3 separate regions of the Zea mays genome follow, and all the other regions are linked to region 2. Evidence: chromatin contacts called from public Hi-C data. All regions are on one chromosome and are shown on one strand. Each heading gives the region's core, a stretch centred on a gene start, on an enhancer-like site or on the middle of the called end of the contact. The rest is flanking DNA. Distances are from core to core; before and after follow the strand shown. Region 1 holds the start of LOC100274011. Region 2 holds the start of LOC100283323 (N-acetyltransferase). Region 3 holds the start of LOC100502181.

The links. Hi-C and Micro-C count contacts between places; a contact is called where the count stands out from the background.
Region 1: a Hi-C map of ear shows a contact between it and region 2, with 2.2 times the contacts expected there. The contact joins the promoter of LOC100274011 here to the promoter of LOC100283323 in region 2. A contact is called at or near these places in 4 of 25 Hi-C or Micro-C datasets (ear, leaf and tassel).
Region 3: a Hi-C map of ear shows a contact between it and region 2, with 2.4 times the contacts expected there. The contact joins the promoter of LOC100502181 here to the promoter of LOC100283323 in region 2. A contact is called at or near these places in 3 of 25 Hi-C or Micro-C datasets (ear, leaf and leaf mesophyll).

Annotation. Positions count from the first base shown.
Region 1 is chr5:219,562,256-219,565,912 of Zm-B73-REFERENCE-NAM-5.0, reverse strand. LOC100274011 reads right to left here and starts at 2,033. Exons shown (of 14, transcript XM_023302428.2): 1 at 1,428-2,033; 2 at 1-113. The coding sequence starts at 1,933.
Region 2 is chr5:219,308,476-219,312,640 of Zm-B73-REFERENCE-NAM-5.0, reverse strand. LOC100283323 (N-acetyltransferase) reads right to left here and starts at 2,129. Exons shown (of 8, transcript NM_001156225.1): 1 at 2,004-2,129; 2 at 1,361-1,463; 3 at 1,069-1,139; 4 at 664-990; 5 at 430-503; 6 at 165-207; 7 at 1-60. The coding sequence starts at 2,072.
Region 3 is chr5:219,503,154-219,506,890 of Zm-B73-REFERENCE-NAM-5.0, reverse strand. LOC100502181 reads right to left here and starts at 1,544. Exons shown (of 10, transcript NM_001323626.1): 1 at 1,108-1,544; 2 at 826-943; 3 at 474-659; 4 at 1-337. The coding sequence starts at 1,208.

The DNA of each region.
Region 1 (3,657 bases), core at 784-3,283, 250 kb before region 2:
TATCCATTCCATCCAAGTCTGAATCCAAATCAATATGTGATGAACCAAACCTCAGATGATTTAAACCAAATGCCTCCATCATATTCTGGGATCTGTAGCGTGCAACATCCATTCTGCATATGTCCTTGAGGTGTTAGATTTCACTTTTCAGGGAACAGCATGTTAAGATGTGCTGACAAAACAAGTCCAAGTAAACAAGACTGAAACAGAATTACAGAAGATTTAAGATCCAGTAATAGTTATTAGTCATAGGTAAGTAATGATATTCTAACCAAGCCATGAAATGAATACACAAACTTTTGTAGCTTGGTGATAGTCAAAATATTGCATGCTTTATTGGAATTCATGCTATACATTTGCCCTCATTGGTGCTAACAATTCCAACTATGGCAATGCATATTTCTCAACCAAATGGGGTTCAATGATATAGTGATTTTTTGAAGATTGTAACGCCTACTTTGTGTTAAAATAGACTAGAAATGAGAATTCAGTGCATTAGTTGGAGATAGAAAGTAGCAGGTCTATATAAAAAACTGAAATGTCACTATGTCAGTAGCTAAATTTATGCTATTTTCTGACATCTATAGAAAACAATAGCTAATTATACATTAGTGTTAAGGTTGGTCAAATCAATTGTTGCAGTACTCCCTATAGTTTGCCCATACTCGATGTTTTGAGAAGGTTTGAATCAAAGTTTCAAAACGTTGACTACAAATAACTTTTAAGTATCTAGTTCAAACTTTTGAAGATCAAATTTTTTTTACAAGTCCATTTATACTTTAATAGAAAATAGTGGTGAAAGCTATGTATGGAGTCTGTGCCATTGCCCAAAACCTCAAGTATTTGCTTGGAGGGAGTAATTTAAACATAGTTTACAGTATTCGTATAATATTGTGCTGTGGTACAATTTGAAGCTCAGTTACTTCATATAAACATGTTGTAGTGTTACCGACGATCAAGACACGGTGCATCATACTATTATGTTGATTCACTAGCCTTTGGAATAGTCTGATATTAGAACATTCTAGATGTATCAAATACAAGTACAGAATGGGCAAAGGTTGCATAGAATGAACCATGGTTAACACATAAATATATTCAAAATGCTAATCCAACCCTGCATTTAGCAACATATATTCTGGGTTTAGTGGAGAATATTTTAGAATCTTGTGTACAAATAACTAGGCCTAGGATTTCAGACAACTTGGTTAGCCTGGAGCAGGTCTCTGCTTAGTGTGACATTTTGAAATAATACTGATGCTGAGACCTTTGATTCACACTAAAATTTCTGCACAAGTCATCACGCTACGAATAAACAACTTCAACAAACTAATAGCACAGCAAAATTATTAAACATGAATGCAGCAACATAGATTTACTACGAGCAATTGGATTGGCATGCTACATCAAATACTTCATGATCAGACCTGTAGAGGGATCCAAAAGCCAGGTTATCATGGTCGCCCTTCGCGTCGACATAGTAATCCTTGGCTGGCTTCGTCTCCAATCCAGCCCAGGCACGAATCCCAGCCTTCCGCGATGTCGCTGCCCCATCATAGCGCTCCTTCTCGCGCTTCCGTTTCCTCCTCCCACTTCTCTTCCTCCGCGACCCCCTCTCCTCGTCGGAGGACGGCGAAGAAGGCACCAGCTCGTATTTCGCAGGAGCGGCCTGCAGCGGCGTGTCCTCATCGGACGAGTGGCTCTGCGGCGACGGGAGCGACGATGAGGTGGTAGCCGGGATGTTCAGGGAGGAGGCATCGAAGGAGAAGCTAGGGTTTGAAAGCCATTGGGATTCGGCGGGGGGAGCAGAGGAGGTGGAGGCGGCGAAGGGGAAAAGTGGGAATAGAGAGGATGACACCATGGGAGGGTACGTCTCATGTTCTTCTACGGCAGCAGGGAAGGTGGCCGTGGTGGCCGGCGACGAGGGTTCCATGGGTGCGAGCTGACAAGCAAGGAGAAGGGAGGGTGTTTTTTTTCTTTTTCTTTTTTGGGCGGGGGTGGCGGGGGAATAAGCAATGAGACTGTGCGCAGCGTTTCCTGTAAATTTTTATCCCTAAATGCTATTAGAGCATTTCCAAGTAACGACTCAAAAGCTCCCAAAACTTTTGTTTAAAGGTGAAACTCAGTTTTTATTACTCCAACAGAACTCCAATAACTGTCCATAATTTTCCGCGTCCCAGAAACGAAGCTAAGCATCCCGCAAATATGAGTGAATAGATTTCTCCCCCAATCCTGCGCAACGGGCGAGTCTGTGCGACATGCAACACAAATAAAAGTGCCAGCGACATGCATGAAATGAAATGGACCAGCAATTTAGGCGAAATGGCCCAGCAATTTTTAAAATTTGGCCTAGTTTGGTTTTTAGTTTTTTATTTTGAGGGAATTGTTGGAGGATCACCTTGTTTCACACCTGTAAATGTTTGTGTATGTCCCTCATAATCAGTTTTTAAGGAATTTTTTTCCATTTTCTTTTGGAGTTGCTCTTATGCAGTCACATTAATAAGATTCTCTCCTATATTCACTCTTTGTGCAATGGTTCTTCCTATAAGGCTATCTGCAGCGGTTTTCCTAAATTTTTCTCCCTATATCATTTTTTTGGTTACATCATCAACATTACATCCCCTGCTTTTCATCTCCCGCAGCGATTCTCCCTAAATCTTTCTCTATACCCCACTACAACCATAAAATATCATTTTCTATACCTACTTTTCATTCACTATCAATTTTTCATCTACTGACAATCAATCGCGGGCCCACAGCTACAATATCAAACAGTGTTAGTGCGCGTGAACAGTGACACGCCAAGAATGGAGGGAGAGAGAAGCGCTCCGCTCACTAGGGGGCTCTACAGGGACAAGCGATGCGCGTGTGGGGGTCTCTTGCAGCTGGCATACAAGGGGAGAGGGAGCCAGAGCGGCAACTCGTGTGGACAGTCTAAATTTCCCTATATATCCCTTTACACATAAAATATATGTATCAATCCAACTACCATAACCAACTTATTTTTCCATTCTTTTTTCTACACGTGACATGTTCATTTTAAAAAAAAATCCTAAGTACAAATTAAATGTCCATTAAAAATTGTGCAGACCATAATGCCTCAAATTAAGTTTAATGTAATTTCGAAATTGAATAACTACTTAATTATTTTGGGTCGTCCAGATTTTTCTTAAACATTGTGTACATTTATATGTTTACGAATTTGTTGTGCACCGAATATTTCTGCACGATTGAACTATGACATGAATATCCGACCAAGCTTTCCTTGCAAGCACCCGGTCGACAACCGTATACAGCAAGACACATCAGGCTTCCAGTGCAAGACACGAGCTAGCGACACAAGCTACCTCCATCTCGCATATATATACGTACATGCTCTTCCCATTTATGTGCACATCCTGCTCCTCAACTCAAGCTAACAAGCCTTTGTGCGTTATGTCGCCTTTGCGTAGGGACGATGATTCTGATTCGAGTGATAGTGACGACAACACACTTATACTTGCCACCCTTCTTACCGTCTCCATTGAGGCTGCACGTCATAGGCGTAGACGTTCCAGTATCCCTCGACGTGTGATTCATAAGGATCATTATGTCGGAGATAACCTCATCTGTCATCATTACTTCGTCTGAAGATCATTATATCCTAAAGGAGATAAT
Region 2 (4,165 bases), core at 880-3,379:
TGATTTAGCTTCAGAGTCAAATGTCTTGCATAGAATCTCATAGCTTTTTTCAAGTCCTATCTGAGAAAATAAAGGTATCCATGTAAATTATGATAATGATATGAAGAATTTCTCGTGCTTATAAAAAGGCAAGTGATACAGTTGGTTGGAATGTTGAATAATACCTGAGGGTCCACTCGCGATGGCGAGGTACTAGATATCACATATCTGAAAGAGTGAAAGAATTAGAATAAAAGCAGAGCAGTACCCAAAACATTAAGCAGCCAAAAGGTATATATATAGGGTGTGTTTGGTTGCCGCCCTGGCCTGGGAGCGCTGGCCAGGCAGCTCAATCCAGCCCCAGGCATCCAAAATCGGACGCCCGGGATTGCTGCCTGGGCAAGGCAGGTTTCTCAGTCTTCAAACCAAACAAGCCCATAGTGTACATACCTCAACTTGGTATAGAAAGCCATCGCTTGAGTGTTAGCTTTCTGAACTGTTAGCATCACAGCTCCCATTTGGTTCTGCGTGTTTATATAAATACTTTGGATCGGTCATTCTTAATGAGGACAGTGATTGAACTAAAAACATAAGAAGTGGAAAGAAAAAAAGTGCAGTAACAGTTCATATCAAGAAAATATTCAGAAGATATTAATAGTTAGGATGGTGAACAGATCACATTACCTTGCAAGCGATCTGTTCAATCAACTGCATCATAAACTTCCCCAGCCCCTTACCCTGAGCAGAAGGCTCCATTTGTAGCTCATACACATAAAGAACAGGAAGCTCCTCTTCCACAACAAATCTATAGTGTACAAAACCAAGCAAGCAGCTTTCAGGACACACTGCACACATATGTTCCACCTCCGTTTCCTTCATGGAACTTTCAGTAATAAACCCATTAGAATATTGCTTCACAAATATATATCGTGCTTCTGGGACCACCATCTCCCGACGCTTAACTTTCTCTTCTAAAAGCCATTCTGGTCCATAAGGTTCCTCCATGTTAACCTAAAATTTGTCAAGTCACATCAGATTTGCAATATGCTGCGCTAACAACAGGATGCAGTGCAATAAAATGCATCTAACCTTAAGAAGATTTTGGATGTACTTCCTCATTGGTTTTCTCAGTTGATGACCACTTCCAGACTCTAGGTACACTGAAAGACCAGTCAGGAAAAAAAAGATTGATGTGAATCACTCAGCATCCAGAACAACAGAACACACACTAGACTGAAAAGCAACAAGTACTGTGCTGAATTGCAACTGCAAATGACTGGTTTTGCAATCGAATTTGCTTCCATGACTTCTAAAGATAAATTTTGTTTCAATCATGGAAAACGTTAGATGTTTTGGGTGATAATGTGACAATGTAGGTTACCATTTCTCTGATATTTATGGAAATCAGATAATTGAGCTAGATGGTCCTTCACAGCTACAGCTTTTCTTATAAGCTCATATGTGGCCTTCTTCCTTTCCAAAATCTACACACGAGAATAGAATTATCTGTGTGAGCCCCCAATATACCTATGCACCTCTATTAGTTTTGTTTAAAAACAGATTCAAACACCAAGCAGAGAACAACACCAAAAGATGATTGACACAAGTTCAGCAGGACAACATGTAAACCTGGTTGATGCGTCAATGGGTGTGTTAAAGTTATCCCTACAGCCTACATTTCATCCAATGAACTATTTGATCGTATGCAGAAAATTTATCCAGCCTGGGGACCTCAAGAACTTGCAGCGATTTCCAGCTATCTCACTTCTCGGCCCATTGTCGAACACTGAATGAGTGTAGTACCCCAGATAAAATCCTGCAGAGGCCTCTCAGTATAACGGAACAAATGAGTATTAGAAACCTACGAGAGCTTTTCTGTTCTGCCCATAAGCACTACTAGTAGATTTTTTGTGGCCATACACAATAGCAAGCGCAAATATGCATTAACCAATGGCGCAAGTATGCATTATCAATGGGGGTAAAGGAAGACAAGGAAGTCGACGCAGGAGAGAAAAGAGAAGGACCTCCTTCCTACTTGGCTTCTTCTCTGCTCCACTGCTGAGCCTGGGCCTCTTGTTCTCCGCCGTCGCCATGACCGCTTCCCCGTCGTCTTCAAGATAGGAGGCAGGCGGCAGAGGTGAGTTTGATTTGAAGGTTGTGACGGGACGGCAGAGGTGATTTGAAGGCGTGGGTTCGTCCAAAGGAGAATACGCTCACCAGAAACGGGACGGATCGATTCTCCCAGATCAAACGGACAGGAGCGTCCCATTTCGCCATCGCGCACCATGTGAGGCGCACCTGCGACGCCCGTCACCGCCCACCCCAAATCGCTCACCAGTCACCTCCTCCTCGTCCACTCCCGTCCGGCGCACTTGGAGTTAGACCTCGGCGGCGATGTTCCCGTCCGCGTCTCAGTCCTCCTCCGCGACTCCTCCGTCTCCGTCGGGCGTGATTGACTGAGGCTTCCGTCTCCGTCGGGCGTGATTGACTGAGGGATTGTTCGTTTGCGTCGGATCGGTGGATCAGAACAATTCTTGACCGGATTGTTTCTCTAATTTATATAAATTTTTATTAGTTGGAACGATTCCGGGTACAATCCGACACAAGGCCTAATGAAATTCGCTCCTCCTTCCCCACCTGCAGCGGGTCGATACTTTATTGGGCTGTGCTGTGCTGTGCTGTGCTTTCTCCAGTAATGGACCAGCGTGATTTATTTGGGCCCGCGTTGCCCGTAGTAGGAAACGGATTGATTATGTGGCCTACGGCCCATCGATCCAGCAAGGCATTTGTTCTTCACCTCTGATCCAGCCCAATCTGGCAGCGGCAGTGTCGGCATATCCCCGTGGTACACGCCGGATATGCTTTTGGATTTGACCAAGGATACGCCATGTGGAGAATGCAAAGCTAGGGCCTAGGGCTCAATCATTTCCTCCTTTTCGCAGCAGAGACCAAAACAGTACTAACATGCCAGTCCGGACCTCGGTAAGCCACTTGATTCTTTTTTCTGCAGTCATGATCACGATCGCGGTAAGATTTGCACGAACGGATTATGTAAAATCCTTAAGAAAACGGGAACGTTGTAGCTCTAATTCATCCACCTTTTTAGCTACTCCATCCAAACAAAATATTTAAATGGTTTATGTTTAGTTAAGTATATATAGTTTATCGCAAAAAAGATAATTAAGTAAATAAATCAATAAAGTATTGTTGTCAAAAGTAATCTTAACCTTCTCATATGCTTCTATGCATTCCCACAAATATTATTGTCAAACTTAGGGCCCGTTTGGCACAGCTCCAGCTCCTGATTCTAAGCGAGAATCTGGAGGAGCCGTGCCAAACGGGTATTTTTTTAAACTGATTCTCGTGTGGAACTAAAAGATTGGGAGTCGTTTTTGTGAAGAAATGTGGGATCTAGAAAAACCTGCTCCACCTTCCCTTAAAACAGCTCCTCAACCAACCAAATATGGACTTCCACTTAAAGTTTGATCGAAATTACCCGCAATTGCTATTGGACAAAAACATAACGAGCCAATTTATGGATTAAACATTTGAGACCATTTTATGCACTACTATGATGGGAATATTTTATATGTTATTGTTTCATAATTTTTTTCCGTATATGCATCCTACTTATTGGTTTGTAACAAAGTTGAACTGCAAAGGGTACAACAGACAATTGTCACAGACTACCAACTCTCAGCAGACAAGAATCAGTTTACTTGCCAAACGGTTTTAAAAATGATTCTGATTCTCTAGGAGAATCAGGAGGATCAGCTCCTCACGAGGATCAAGATCTAGAGCTAAAGAAGCAGGAGCTGGAGCTTTGCCAAACAGACCCTTAATTGTGAAACAAAGGTTAGGGAAGCATGTGATCCTTCACTTGTTGGATTGGCCTTTGCCATCAGAAAATTGCAAAACCCTTTATGTGCTGTCTTTATAGGATGAATCCTAAATATTCGAATTATATAAAAAATTTAATACTTTAACATAGATGTGCATAAATTTGGTCATAGGTTGAAGACAAGAATATTTTTTATACATTTTTTGCATTATTTTCTCCATACAACGGAGAAGGTGAACGGGCATCTGAATATATCTGAACATCTGAATCTATCTGCATCTAAATTTTATATCAATTATTTAAATAATATATAAAACGAATTTAAGGTTTAAGTTTTATGAATCT
Region 3 (3,737 bases), core at 295-2,794, 190 kb before region 2:
CGAAGATGCTGTCGTACGTGTCGACATTGAGCACCTCGCGGCCGCCCGTCTTGACCCACAGGTGCTCGCCGGCCTGCGCCATCCTGATGAGCTCGTCCATGGCGCGCGTCGCCATCTCGGCCATCATGGGCCGCTCCATCTCCGACACCGCCATCGGGAGGAGGTGGAACGGGGGATACCCCGAGGAGCCGCCGCTGAGGAGGTCGAGGTCCAGCGACGGGCCGCCGAGCCCGCCGACGGACAGGTCCAGCGACGACATGGACAGCGCCTGCGCCGACGGCAGCTGCGTGATGGGCCGCCCCAGGTACTTGGACGTCAGGCTGGACACCCGGTCAAGCTGCACATCACATCACACATGAAACGCGTGCCACGTCGCCGCTTGTGAATGTGAAACTAGAGCGCGGTAAAATGGCGGGCCCGTCGAGAGAGGCCGGACCGGGCGCAAGCGCAATGGTGAACGCGAAACGGCTTGCCTCTTCTTTGAGTCGCGCGTTCTCCATGCGCAGCTTCTGCTCGTCAAAATGGTCGTCGGCGACGGGCGGGCCGCCGCAGGTGGGGCAGATGACGTTCCGGAGCGCCTCCTGCATGGCGATGTTCTCGCACCGGATCTTGTCGTTCTCCGCGCGCAGGAAACAGTTGTCCTGGCGCTCGTGCTGCGCCTGCAGTAGTACGCCCCCCATCCAGCGGCCAAACAAACAATCGACACCAAAGTTAATGGCGGTCATTCAAACAGGAGCACGAATAATCCAATGAAGGACAACACCAACGGAGATAATGAAGAAACGTGAGAAGGATGCCAGCCACGGGACGACGGGTTTACTGTACCTTCATCTGCGTCCGGCGGTTCTGGAACCAGAACTTGATCTGCCGGGGCTCCAGCCCCAGCTCCCTGCTCAGCTGCATCCGCTGGTTCTCGTCCGGGTGCGGGCACTCCTTGAACATCCTGCGGGCGCGCACAGGCACAGACAAGACAGACGCCGCCGCCATTTGAGCAGAGCAGCCAAAACGAGCAAACACGTACAGCTAGCTAACCAAACCAGCCAGTAGATAAGGACGGAAGGGAGGGGGAAATCGGCGCAGGCCTGCCGGCCAGCAGGGTGCACGTACGCCTCGAGCTGCTGAATCTGGCGCGGAGTGTGGCGGTGGTATCTCTTCTTGCGGCGCTGCGCGTCGGAGCCGCCGTCCATGACGTCGTCGCCGAAGTCCATCGCGGCGCGCGCACGCCTCGCCTCGGGCGGCCGCTTGCTTCGAGCGCAATCCGGGCCGGGAGGGCTGGCTGCTTGGACCTGGCAAGCTACTCCAGTGGCCTAGCGGTATATAGCGGGCGGCTCTACTAGTACTAGTACCACGAGGTGTCTAGCTACAGCTAGCTCCTCCTCCGAGGCGCTACATAACCTCGCTGCTACGCAGGTGGTGGTGGTGGTGGTAGCGGAGGGAGGTACAATACGCGGCAGTAATCTCGCTGGTCCAAACGGAGCAGCACACTACAGCTCAGGAGGGAGGCGCCCGCTCGCTGTCTCGCTCTCTCTCGCCAGAAAGAAATGGAGAGAAGCGTGGTGCAGTGGAATCGATCAAAGGCATCCGCTTGTTCCTCCTGGCTGGGCTGGATGGCGCCATTAATTCCTTTCCACCCTTAACTCCCGCCCTCTCGCTCGCTCTCTGATGAGAGTGGACCGAGACAGGCGGCAGCAGGGTATGAGGCTATCCGCAGCGGTTCCCTCTAAATTTTTCCCCCCTATATCACTTTTCTGGGTCACATCATCAATAGTGTATCTCCAACTTTTTCATCTCCCGCAGTGGTTTCCCCTAAATACTCCCCCTATATCCCACTACAATATAAAATATCATTTTCTATACCTACTTTTCATCTACTATCAATTTTCTTCTACTATTAATTGAAGGCGGGCCCACAGGAATAGTGGTAGGGGGGAGCGCGCGCGCGCTGCAGCTGAGGGGAGAGAGAAGAGTCCCGCGCGGTGGAGTGCGCGATAGCGTGCTGCGCTGCGGGCGATAGCGCGTGCGCTGTAGCCGGCATGCAAGCGAGCGCGCGCCGTAGCGTGCGGCGCTGCGGCCAGTCTGACCGGAGACCTCGCTCTCGCTCCCTGGGTCTGCGTTGCTGCGCTGCGCTTTTTGCCTTTGCGCGTCGGAAGTGGGGGACGACGGGGCGGAGGAGCGGTAGGCGGGGTGGAGTAATTAAAAACTGATGCGAATTAAGAACGGGAGGAGTATTGAAATGGGTCCCACCCGTTTGGTTTGAGGCCTGGCCTACTCTGCGTTTCGAGGAAAAATTGTTTTACATTGTATAGTTTGAAATATATATATAGAGCGAGACAAGGGTGGAATAGAGAGGTCGCTGGAGATATATCTTTAGGTTAGGTGTTCCATTTGATTCAGTTCCTTGGATTTTTAGAGAATTCAGTCTACAGAAAACTAGAACTAAAATATATATATCTAGGATGGGTGGAACCAAAAATCACGGTTTTGGTTCTTTCGGTTCTCACCGAACAGACAAAGTTCACCAAAAAAATAGCAAAACAACATAATTTTAGGGCTAGTTTGCAAGTAAAGAGAGCTAAACCCAGTGGAAAAAAGGTCTTCTATAAATAACTAAGGTATCGTTTGGTTCCGAAGTATGGTGGAATGGAGCCGCTTTACTCCATTTTTGTTGTTGTTTGGATTGATTCCATATAAAAAGGAGTGGTTCTGAAAATGGAAAGTTATGCTAAAATGGTGAACCATTTGGCTCCCAAAAATCCTCGTACAGAGCCGTTCTATTCCAACGGGCTCTGGAACCAAACGCTACCTAAATGTCTTATTTAAATGACACCCCATGAGATCGCTCAATCCAGGAAAAGACAGTGATTCCAAAGGGATTTGAGTTTTAACTAACCATTAGAGCTTTAGCAAAAGTGCGTAGATGACCAAACGAAGAATTGGAGTTGGGATGGATTGTTTTGGAGGAATTGTGTGCTTGTATACTTAGTATTTGGAAAGACTATATTGGAACAAGGCTAAAATTCTATTGGTCTAATTATGGTTCTATTATATTTCGTTTTCTCAGTTAATTTGGTTCTCTCAGGTATAGAACCGAAATTAATTTAGTTATTTCGGTTTTTTTAAAACATGGAACCCAAATTACTAATGATCAATTCCATTTCGGTTCCGATTTGATTTCGGTTTATTTTGTGCAGGCCTAGCTGCCTTTCTTGGGTTTGGGTGGGAATACTGGGAACAGCTGGAGTCATATATAGAGGCCCGGTTGAGTTTTCCTGCCACCCGCAAGCAGGCAAGTTCAATTCTAGTTCTAGCACGCTTCTACTGTTTGCGTATGGCGCTTCACAGCACTAGTATTTTTGTGCTGGCTACGGCTGTTAGGCTGTCAGCTCTGTGTTGCGTTCATATACCAGACTACGGGAGTATATATGATGATGGTGCTAACGTGCGGAACCAGATTCTTTGCCAGAAATTTAGGACCTCAACCAAGTACAATAACAGAATGGATCGTTCTAATCGGTCTTTACATCGCCTTTCATCAACCCTTAGAGTTGCTTGCTATGTGTGTGACAGGTTAATTGTAACCTAGGCCGTGTTGTTAGCCCTTGATGATACATGGCTGGATCAATCTCTATCAAGTGTCAACAAGATTTTTATAATGGCATGTAAAATCAAACACAATAAAGAAAAAAAAAACGTCACGCAACGCCGCCGGTTCCGTTTCCTGCGCCTTGCCTTGTTAC